Linked DNA regions of Hordeum vulgare: region 2 is linked to region 1. Evidence: chromatin contacts called from public Hi-C data. All regions are on one chromosome and are shown on one strand. The core of a region is the stretch at or near the end of the contact, and the rest is flanking DNA. Distances in the headings are between cores, read along the strand shown.

What was found. Hi-C and Micro-C count contacts between places; a contact is called where the count stands out from the background.
Region 2: a Hi-C map of leaf shows a contact between it and region 1, with 6 times the contacts expected there. The contact joins the promoter of LOC123429438 here to the promoter of LOC123424691 in region 1. A contact is called at or near these places in 3 of 6 Hi-C or Micro-C datasets (leaf and seedling) and 1 of 1 datasets of contacts at active chromatin or transcription factors (embryo).

The regions. Positions count from the first base shown.
Region 1 is chr2H:37,315,316-37,320,472 of MorexV3_pseudomolecules_assembly, forward strand. LOC123424691 reads right to left here and starts at 2,491. Exons shown (of 6, transcript XM_045108356.1): 1 at 1,437-2,491; 2 at 1,105-1,284; 3 at 24-167. The coding sequence starts at 2,243.
Region 2 is chr2H:37,732,243-37,737,399 of MorexV3_pseudomolecules_assembly, forward strand. LOC123429438 (fruit protein pKIWI502-like) reads right to left here and starts at 2,937. Exons shown (of 1, transcript XM_045113473.1): 1 at 1,872-2,937. The coding sequence starts at 2,883. The coding sequence ends at 2,023. LOC123424693 (probable cellulose synthase A catalytic subunit 8 [UDP-forming]) reads right to left here. Exons shown (of 14, transcript XM_045108358.1): 13 at 4,616-4,966; 14 at 3,619-4,532. The coding sequence ends at 3,948.

The DNA.
Region 1 (5,157 bases), core at 1,241-3,740:
AATGACATTGATAGCTAACAAACCTCGTGGTACTCCAACTTGTGAGAATAAAATGTTTCTGGAGGTTCAACCTCAACATGCAGTGGTTGTTCACCAGAGTGTTGATTGTAACAATAAATAGGTTGAGATGAAAATGTGCTTTCTATACCATAACTGGGTAAAACCTCCTGCATTGAAATCGAGATGAGGTTTAGATGTGAAGATAACAAGCAGTCAAGCAGGATAGGGTGCAAGTAATAAGTAACTAATCATGGATTAGGATAGCGTAGGTAGTTACTGGAACATCTCTTTCAAACATATAAAAATATTAATGATTTGTTTCGTCTGTCTTGTCTAATGATCCTCTATTAATAAGATTAGTAAATCAGGCATTCAGGGAGAGCAAATATATATGCATACGTATAGTTAGACAACACTGATGTGCATGTGGCTACCTAATTCAGTAAACTGTAAAAGATCAAACAAACAATACATATGACCACATTAAACAAACAAACAGTACTACTTAAGGGTGTCCGTTAACTAAAGCTTTGATTGTAGCAATATATAGGTTGAGCTGAAATAGTATTCTCTGCAGCATAACAGGACGCTTGTGTGAAACTGAGATGGGGTTTAGATGTGAATATAACAAGCAGGGGCAGGTCCAGGTGCAAGTATAATAAGTAATGAATCATGGATGTTCTGAAAAAGGAAAGTGATGAATCATGGACTGGATTGTCTACTCGAGTTACTGAAGCATCTTTCAGAATTCAGACATACAACTCATTGATTCGTCTTGCATTTCTAGTCTAATGTTGCTCTTTATAAATGTCAAATTAATCATTGGGCAGAGCAAGTCAATATGCTGATGGTACTTAGACAACACTAATGCTCCTGTGGCGAGCCCATTGACTGACAGATCAGCACATAATTGCGCAAAATGGATAGAGTGACAAGTGACAACTAGTCACTCGCTGCTCACTAGTCAGTTGAGTGGCTGACACATGGATCATTCAGAAATGAGAAATACTCCCTCCGTCCCGAAATAAGTGTCTTAACTTTGTACTAGCTCTAGTACAAAGTTGTACTAAGCTTGAGACACTTATTTTGGGACGGAGGGAGTACCTGATACCGAGGCTCTTCCTCTCTGTAAAGATCCTGATAGCTCTGATTGGGAAACCACGTAGGTTCATCCGGAGCAGCATCAGCACTGTAAGACTGTTGGTAAGACGTGTCATACGAGCCATACGTAGAATGGGCATATGCATATGTATCCTCTTTTGCGTTGTCGTAAGAAGATAGCCACTGTCTCCGAGTACAAAAACAACGAAGGAATCGGTCAATAGAATACCGACGAAGGAAGATATATACTGTACTACGTACTGTATTTATTAATAATATGATAAGAGTATACTAAAGCATGATAAACTGAAGAATGATGCGGTGTATTTCCTCACATTGCTCTGATCGTGCGCTTCGCCGGCGTTGTGCCACTGCACATTCCCAATCGCTGGCACCTCGCCGTGGTCGTGCCACTGCTCATTCCCAATTGCTGGCACCTCGCCAGCGTCGTGCCACTGCACATTCCCAATGGCCGGCACCTCGCCGGCATCGTGCCACTGCACCCTCCCGATTTCCGGCGGCGGCACCTCGACCACCACGGCGTCCTCCACTCCCCCCTTCTTGTTGGCGTACACTGGGACCCCGTGGCAGTCGGTCCCAATCCGCCGCTCCCCGTACCCGTCGGCGTGGCCGAAGAGGAAGTCCAGCCCGCGCATGCACTGCCTCCAGTAGTCGCGCGGCCCGCACCGCGAGTGGCAGCAATGCGACCCCGCCGCCAGGTACGGCCAGCGCCGGAACACCTCCGGCGTGGGGTACACGGGCGGCCACCGCGGAGCGTCCCCGTAGTCGTGCGGCTTGGGCCAGTAGAACGGCTCCGCGACCGGCACCGGAGCCGGAACCGGCGAAAAGGGCGGTGTCCTCGCCGGCTCTGGCGATGGGACCGGCCGAGGCTTCGGGGGCGAAGCTGGTGGCGGCTGCGGCGTTGCGGGGGCAGGAGCAGTCACGGGGGCGGGCACGGGCGGCCGCGGAGAGGGGCGCGCGGGGGCGCCGTCGGGGGAGGAGATGGGGTAGCACGTGGAGGTGGAGGGCGGGAGCGGGGCGCCGTAGGTGGCGGAGATGTCGTAGCCGCCGCCGTAGGGGTGCGGGTTGTACTCGTAGTACTCGTCGTCGTCGATCTGGCCATCGTCGTCGGCGGCCGCCATGGAAGAGCGGTGCTCAGCGGTGGTTACGGCTGTGGGCGTCGGCTGGAGAGTGCCAGACTGGGGTGGCGTGAGCGTGAGCGAGTAGGCGAAGTGGGAGCAGAGCAGCGCATGTGCGGGGTGGGGGGGCGGCGGCTGGTGGCATGTTGATTTCGGGGTGATGGCGACGGCGAGGCGGTGACGGAGGAGTCGTTTGGAAGCCACCGCACGGTTGGGAGGGGAGAAGATGCCGCCGTGGTATTATTGCGCACCGAGCTCGAGGGCGTGCGATCGGAGTGGGTGAGGTGGCGGTTTGGCACCGGGATCAAAGTTTCCCTTTTTCTTTTAGGCGGCGCCGGTGGGCCGGCCCAAATTGGTCGTACCACAGGGTTTGGATCTCGATCGTGTGGGTCGTTGAATCCTCGTAAAAAAAAACGTTCACCACTATCCTCTCTTCTTCTCCACGCGTCTTTCGTTCCTGTCTCCTGTCGTCGCCTGCCGCCCCTGCCGCTCGAAGCATTGTGCCATCTTCGTCGTGCTTGTCGCTGCTCATAGCCGCCCTCGTCCATGTGTCCGTCGATGTCCACGGGGCTCGTAGAAATCAACCACAAACATCTCATCCCGACTGAAGCGTCCGGTGGATAGTTCATCGTGGAAGAAAAAGAACGGATGCAACAAAACAAGTTGTTGGTAGTAGCAATAAATAAATACAGTTGTAGTAAAAAACATCTCGCCGTCGTTGTCGCCGGTTGTAGCTCGGCATGCACGCTCGCAACAAAATTGAGTCATGACTGTAGCACACGACACCGTCGGTTTCAACAAAAAATGACACAATTGGTTGCAAAACATTTTGGTTGAAACTTTCTCAAAAACTATCGTTAAAGCTTTCCATCTGTCGGATGAAGATTTTTTTTAAACGATTGCAACATTTCATGTGTTTCAAAAACTGGTTGAAGCTTTCTCAAAAACTCTGGTTGAAGCTTTTTCATGTGTTGGATGGAGTTTTTTCTAAACGGTTGCAACATTTCATGTGTTCTAAAAATGGTTGAAGTTTTTGTAGTCATTGGATGAAGATTTTTCTATATGTGGTTGAAGCTTTTTCATCCGCGGGATGAAGCTTCTGTTAGAACGGTTGTAATTTTTGTGTATTCTGAAGTCTGGTTGAAGCTTTTTTATCTATTAGATGTAGCTTTTTACGTCCATGGTTGTAGCATTGGCGTCGTCGTTTGCAGTTGTCCTGATGTCGCCATTGCAGCTCTGTGACAGCCCGAGACCGACGATTCAGAAGATTTCCCTTTTATTCCGTTTTCGTCGTGTGATTATTTTTATTTGTCGCATCATCATCGCATCATGCGCATCATCCGCATTGCATCGGCATCCCGTAGCCGCCAGTTTCAAAACTTGCATCCGTTGTTAGTTGCCGGTTCTCGTCTTTGCCCGTTCTGAGCCCGACCACACTCGCACGCGCCTGCGACATCGTTTGAATCCTGTTTTTAGAAATGTATGTAAAAATTTCTCTGATTGGGTTGAAACTTGGCGTGCGGTCGTATTTAGATATAGGTAGGCCAACTGTCAAATTTCGTTGCAATCGGAGTCCGTCTGGTACCCGAACGGTCGACCGTAGCGGCACCGTATTCGGTCTTTCGTAGACGTTTTATCGATGTTTTAAAATAGTTGTCGGGTGCCCGTTTCCCTCTCTTCTCCGGATAACCTACACTACATGGCCAATTAGCCCGTCCCGCGTTCGGAATTGTTCGATTTCGATCGCGCGGTTGAAACCGGGGCGAAATTCTGCTAACCCTAGCCCCTTTTCCCTATATAAATACCCCTCCCCTACCTATTTGAGTGCCCCCCCTAATCCTCCTCGGGATCTGTGCCCGAAACCCTAACCCCAACAGCTACCTCTCTCTCCTCTCAGCCACCGCGGGCCTGCGAGCCCATATCTGGCCCGCCAGGGCCCGAGCCGCCACGCCGCCTGATACGTCTCAAACGTATCTATAATTTTTGATGGTTTCACGCTGTTATCTTGTCTTCTTTGTATGTTTTATGTACCTTCTTATATCTTTTTGGGACTAACTTATTAATTCAGTGCCAAGTGCTAGTTCCTGTTTTTTCCGTGTTTTTGACTCTTTTCAGATCTGATTTTGGAACGGAGCCCAAACGGAAGAAAAACCCCGAAATGATTTTTTCCCGAACGGAAGAAGTCCAAGGGGCTTTTGGGCCAAGCCAGGTGGGCTCCAGGGAGCCCACAAGCCCCCACTCCGCCACCAGGGGGAGGCAGCGGTGGGCAGGCTTGTGGCCTCCCTGGCCGCCCCCTAACCTAGGTCTTGCGCCTATATATTCCCAAATATTCCACAAAAAATCAGGGGAGCCTCGAAAAAACTTTTTCGCCGCCGCAAGCTTCCGTTTTCGTGAGATCTCATCTGGAGACCCTTCCCGACGCCCTGCCGGAGGGGACTTTGGAGTTGGAGGGCTTCTTCATCATCATCATCGCCCCTCCAATGACTCGTGAGTAGTTCACTTCAGACTTACGGGTCCGTAGTTAGTAGCTAGATGGCTTCTTCTCTCTCTTGGATCTTCAATACAAAGTTTTCCATGATCTTCATGGAGATCTATCCAATGTAATCTTCTTTGGCGATGTGTTTGTCGAGATCCGATGAATTGTGGACTTGTGATCAGATTATCTATGATATATATTTGAGTCTTTGCTGATTTCTTATATGCATGATTTGATATCCTTGTAAGTCTCTCCGAGTCTTGGGTTTTGTTTGGCCAACTAGATCTATGATTCTTGCAATGGGAGAAGTACTTGGTTTTGGGTTCTGCGATGTGGTGACCGTTCCCAGTGACAGTAGGGGCAGCAAGGCACACATCAAGCAGTTGCCATCAAGGGTAAAAAGATGGGTTTTTATCATTGGTTTGAGATTATCCCTCTACA
Region 2 (5,157 bases), core at 1,687-4,186, 420 kb after region 1:
AAGCATTTCGTGCTGCTACACTGACACTCCACTTCAATTTGATTCTCAAAGGAAGACAACAAAGTCCAACAAAAATACTGGTCATAGGTTCAAAGCAATCGCATTGTGTTTTAGAAAAATGCAACGACATCATCAAGATACTAAAAGTATATAGTGTAGATAAGCTACTTTCAAATGGAGCGCTTGGCCAAACAGCAGCCTAACAATCTGATCTTCAATTATCTTAAGCCACCAAACAAGGTCGCCTTTGTTGTCAGAGACTGAACTAAACCATTCTCTAAACTCCACTGAAAAAAACATTAGCTACACAATATGCAGGATACCAATTAAGGCAACCATATTTAGGAGAAAAGAAAGCAATCATAAAATAGAATATGGATTGGTTTGACGAACAGCTTGAGACACTGTACGTTTAGTTTCAATTCATGTAAAGGAACCCGGAAGAGCATCCCTCATCTTATTCTTAGAAAAACTGAATATGGATAAAGACTTCATGACGTGTACAGTATTATTTTATAAGAGCAAAAACTACTTGTATCCATAAAATAGGTGTCATTTTGGTTTTACTTCGATCACACCAGTTGGTAAAAGGCAAACACTTGCATGTCAAATTCAGACATGATTTACATATTTGTTCTGACTGATATGATATGGAGGTATATTCTTGAGATTTATCTCATTACACAATCACCTTTCTGCTCAGATACATTTTTATTGAAATAAATACTGGGAATAGTGCGGTCAACAGTCAGTACATCCTTGTTTTCCAAAGTTTCTTCTGCATTTGGCGTCATTGTTGCTTCAGAGAGTTTGAACTGGAACAGATTGCCACGATAGCATTTCATTCTGTGTTTGCTCTAATATGGGAATCTTCAGGTAAAGCCATGATACCAGCAGAACCACTATCTGAGATAGTTGCGACTGTAACTTGATTAGTGAATGAACCCAAGTCATTTTAAGCAACACTGGCAACCTGTAGACTAATTAAATAGATATTATAATTGCATGTTCATAAGCTCTACATGCCTTGCCATATGCTCAATTCTACCTAATGGAGTTGTACTCATTTAAAAAGGTACACAGAGAAGCAATCCTGGAACACTAACAAACATGAAGCGCATTGGTCAGAAATCAAATGGAGCCTACGAGACATAAATGTCTCTTGTTTATGTAAGCAAAAAAACTATATGTACAATAATAGATTATACAAGATGGATGAAAGGATTTTCAGGTGACATACATGATACATATACATCATGGAAAAGCTAGCGATTTATTTATGGCTTGTCTAAGGAAAAAAAATACGTTCAATAGAAAATAAACTGATATCATCAGAGTAACAAACATCACCTATGGAATAAACTACGACACAATGGAAAAAGAAAACGATGCGAGCTATGAAATTGCACAGCCCCTCGAATGTTACATCTTATCATCTCCTAGGGGCAGAACACGGCCAAAGCGAAAGCACTCTGATAACATGTATATCTATCATACGTTGTGTTGAAAATAATTATGATGCTGCATATGCCTAGCCATGCTCAATTCTTCCTAATGGAGCTATACTAACTTGCCAAAATAAACCGCAGTACAAAGAGAAGCAATATTGGAACACTAACAAAGAGCAAGTCCATGGTCAGAAATCACATGGAGCTAAATTATGAGACATAAATGTGTGTGCCTCCTACGTAAGAAAAATAATTCAGGTGACATACATATGCATCATGGAAAAGAAACTGATACCATCAGGGCAACAAAAACAACCCGCAGAATAACTAAGAAGCGGTGTAGGAAAGACAATGCGAGCTATAAAATTACGTAGCACTGGAAGGTTAGATCTTATCATCTCCCAGGGGCAGCAAGCAGCGGAATTTGCAGCAAAACGCACTCTGATAACATGTATATCTACCGTATCTTGTGTTGAGAAGTATCGATGAATCAAATTACAGATATTCTAATACAAACAGCAAGGCACAGTACCGCCCAACCAAAGAAGCATGAGTTACATTCAGGAGATTCATTCTAGAAGTTCTTCAAGATTTTATCCTGTGATACACCATCAGCTGTAAGGGCCGAGGTGACCTCCTCGATCATTTGGCTTTGCCCGCATAGCACAGCCCCAGTGGAAGTAGGATTGGCGATGTTCTTGGCTTCCAAGAACGCGCGCTGAACATACCCCTTTTCACCTTTCCAGCCATCACCTGGCCGTGACAATACCGGCACAATCTTGAGCCCAGATGACTCCCACTCTGCAAATCTCTCCTGATACGCCATTGTTTCAAGATTTCTGGCGCCATAGTAGAGCCTCACGTCGGCTCTCTGCTTGGCCGCGAAGCCGAACTCGATGAGCGAGCGGATCGGGCTGATCCCGGTCCCGGTGGCGAAGAGGAGCAGGGTCTCCGCGGCGTCCGCCGGGGTCACCCTCTCGATCGGGAACCCTTTCCCCATGACCGCGCCGAGCTCCACCACGTCCCCGTTGCGGAGGCCGCAGAGCTTCTCCGCGGTGGCGCCGGGCACGGCCTTGACGAGGAACTCGAAGGCGCCTCCCCCCGGCGGGGACGCGATGGCCATGAAGGCGGGCTTGAGGCCGTCCTCCCCGGGCACGCGGACCAGGAGGTACTGCCCCGGCGCGGTGAAGGAGGAGGCGAGGTCGGCGGCGTCGGAGAGGTCGACTCGCAGGTGGAAGAGCGAGCCGTCGGCGCTGGCCGCGCCGATGGAGGCGACGGGGGCCGCGTTCCAGACCGCCGCGTCCTGCTTGACCGCGGCGACGGCGAAGGAGGGCAGCCGGCGCCGGAGGAAGGGGAGCGAGCGCAGCATTTTGGGGCTGGCGAAGGCATGGCTGGGGGCGAGGGGCGTGGCGGAGATGGTGGCGGCCGCGGCCATGGCGAAAGGTCGGGTCTTGAAAGGCGCCGAGAAAGCAGGGAGGTCGTGGGGATCCGGTGGCGATTAGGAGAGGGGATCAGGTGGGAAGATCGGGCTTGGGTGGGCCCGACACTGTCAGGTGCGCACGGCCCATGTGTTCGTGCGCCCCGCTGCCTTCTCTCCTATTGTGAACGTTTAAAATCTCTAATGGCATTAATTTTATGCCACAAAATATATTTTGTCATACTAATTGTGGGTCAAATGTTTATCCCAACAAACCCAATATGCTATGTATTTTGGAAGGTATGGAGTACAAGTGACTTCTAAATCCATACAAGATACTCCCTCTATCCCGAACTACTTGTTGCAGAAATGGATAAAATGAATGCACCTAGACATCTGGATACATTCATTTCTATGACAAGTAATTACGAATGGTGCGAGTATTTGAATACCTATTGATCAACAACTTCTATAGAGAAAGAAAATAAACTATGTAAGAAAATGTTGGTCATTTCACTATGGTTAAATTTAGTATGGCATTTGGAATGCAAAAAAGAAAAACATGGGAATAGGTAAAGGAAAGAGTCTCTCCATGAATTCAGTGTCTTGTGTTGCCGATTTCTGCATAAACAAGAACTGTGGGAATTTCACAAAGTTGTTGTTTGGATGCACTACATCAATTTTGCAGAAAATGGTTTCTTACATGGAGAGAGGGGAAGGGAGAGAAAAACACAATGAGGTAGGACCTGATGCTTAGAAACTCCTCCAAAATGTGAAGGACGGGAATAATTTATATAAATAATAAATACAAGAATTCATAGGTCCATTCCTACGATACAAAGTGCCTCATAGGAAAATTCCTATAGGTTTACAATCCAATGAGATTCCTTTGTTCCAAAAAAAGAGCTTAACCTCATGAAAACGGTAGATGGTCTATTACATCTATTTACAAATGTGTTTTCGCAATTTTGACAACTTTCTCAAACGTAGTAATTCGCAACCCCAAACATAAATTTTCTCTGGCTCCACGGGTTGTCAGTCGATCACTGTTATATTTTCTGTCTCTACAATCTCCCATTTTCCTAGCAGTTGATGCCACAGGTTTGGATATTTGGGCCAGCGAGACGTGTAGTGAATGGATCAACACGAACCCACAGCAAGGAGAAGATTGAAGCCAGGAGGACAGCCCAGACGATGACAATCGTCGGTGTGCGGTTTTGCCTGCCCATAAGACCCTTGAGGAAGGGGTATAAGTGAACAATCACCCAGAAGGCAAAGAAGAGCTTCCCGAAGAGCGGCCCCCAAGATTGGTAACCACTGTTGATGGCGTAGGAGGTACCAGCAACGACACCGACCATGTTAATGATCAAGATGGTCGTCGGAGGGATGAGAAGCGTCGTCCACTTGAACATGTAGAGCTCAGCAAAGTCGCCTTCTTCGTCATTAGCCTTTGAGGTGACAGTGAAGTTGGTGTCGATACCGGCAAGCACCTTCAGAAGACCCTGAAAGACGGCAAACAGATGGGCAGAGATACCTCCAATGACCCAGAACTGTTCATTCCTCCACCACTCGTCAATGCCAACACCACTCCACCTCATCTCAAGGATACCGGTGGCAAAAATTGAAAGGAAGAGAGCAATGAACCAGATACTGGCCAAGTTGCTAATCTGCAATCCAGAAATTTGATTCGGTCAGCTTTGTTGCTGCTACCTCTTTCAACTGAATAAAAGATAATGCAACCAATATTTACCTCTGGCATGATGAACTTTCCAGTGAGCAGACAGATTGCAGGCAATATACAATAGACTAGAAGCGGGAGAGACGTTAGTGGGTAAATGGTGGTGTTGATGTAAGCGAATCTCTCCAGGAACTTGAGGCGCCCTCCGTAGCCATACCATAAGGGGCAATGCCGGCTGAAAAGAATTTCAACGGAACCAAGAGCCCACCGGAGCACTTGGTTCAGACGATCTGAAAGATTGATGGGGGCAGATCCCTTGAAAGCTGGGCGCTTAGGCATGCAATAGACTGACCGCCAGCCTCTTGCGTGCATCTTGAATCCAGTGAGAATATCTTCTGTGACAGATCCATAAATCCAACCAATCTGCAATCAGAACAACCTCGTTACAGTTAACCAGGAACTGGCCTCACTCATGCCAACTGAGACATATCATTTGCAATTCATAACAAAAATAGGCAGTATAAAGTGTCTTATGAACTTGTGCAAAATAGTACCATATTTGTGTTTCTCCAGAGCAAAGATACAAAAACATTAGTTGCATCCACAATTTTGCA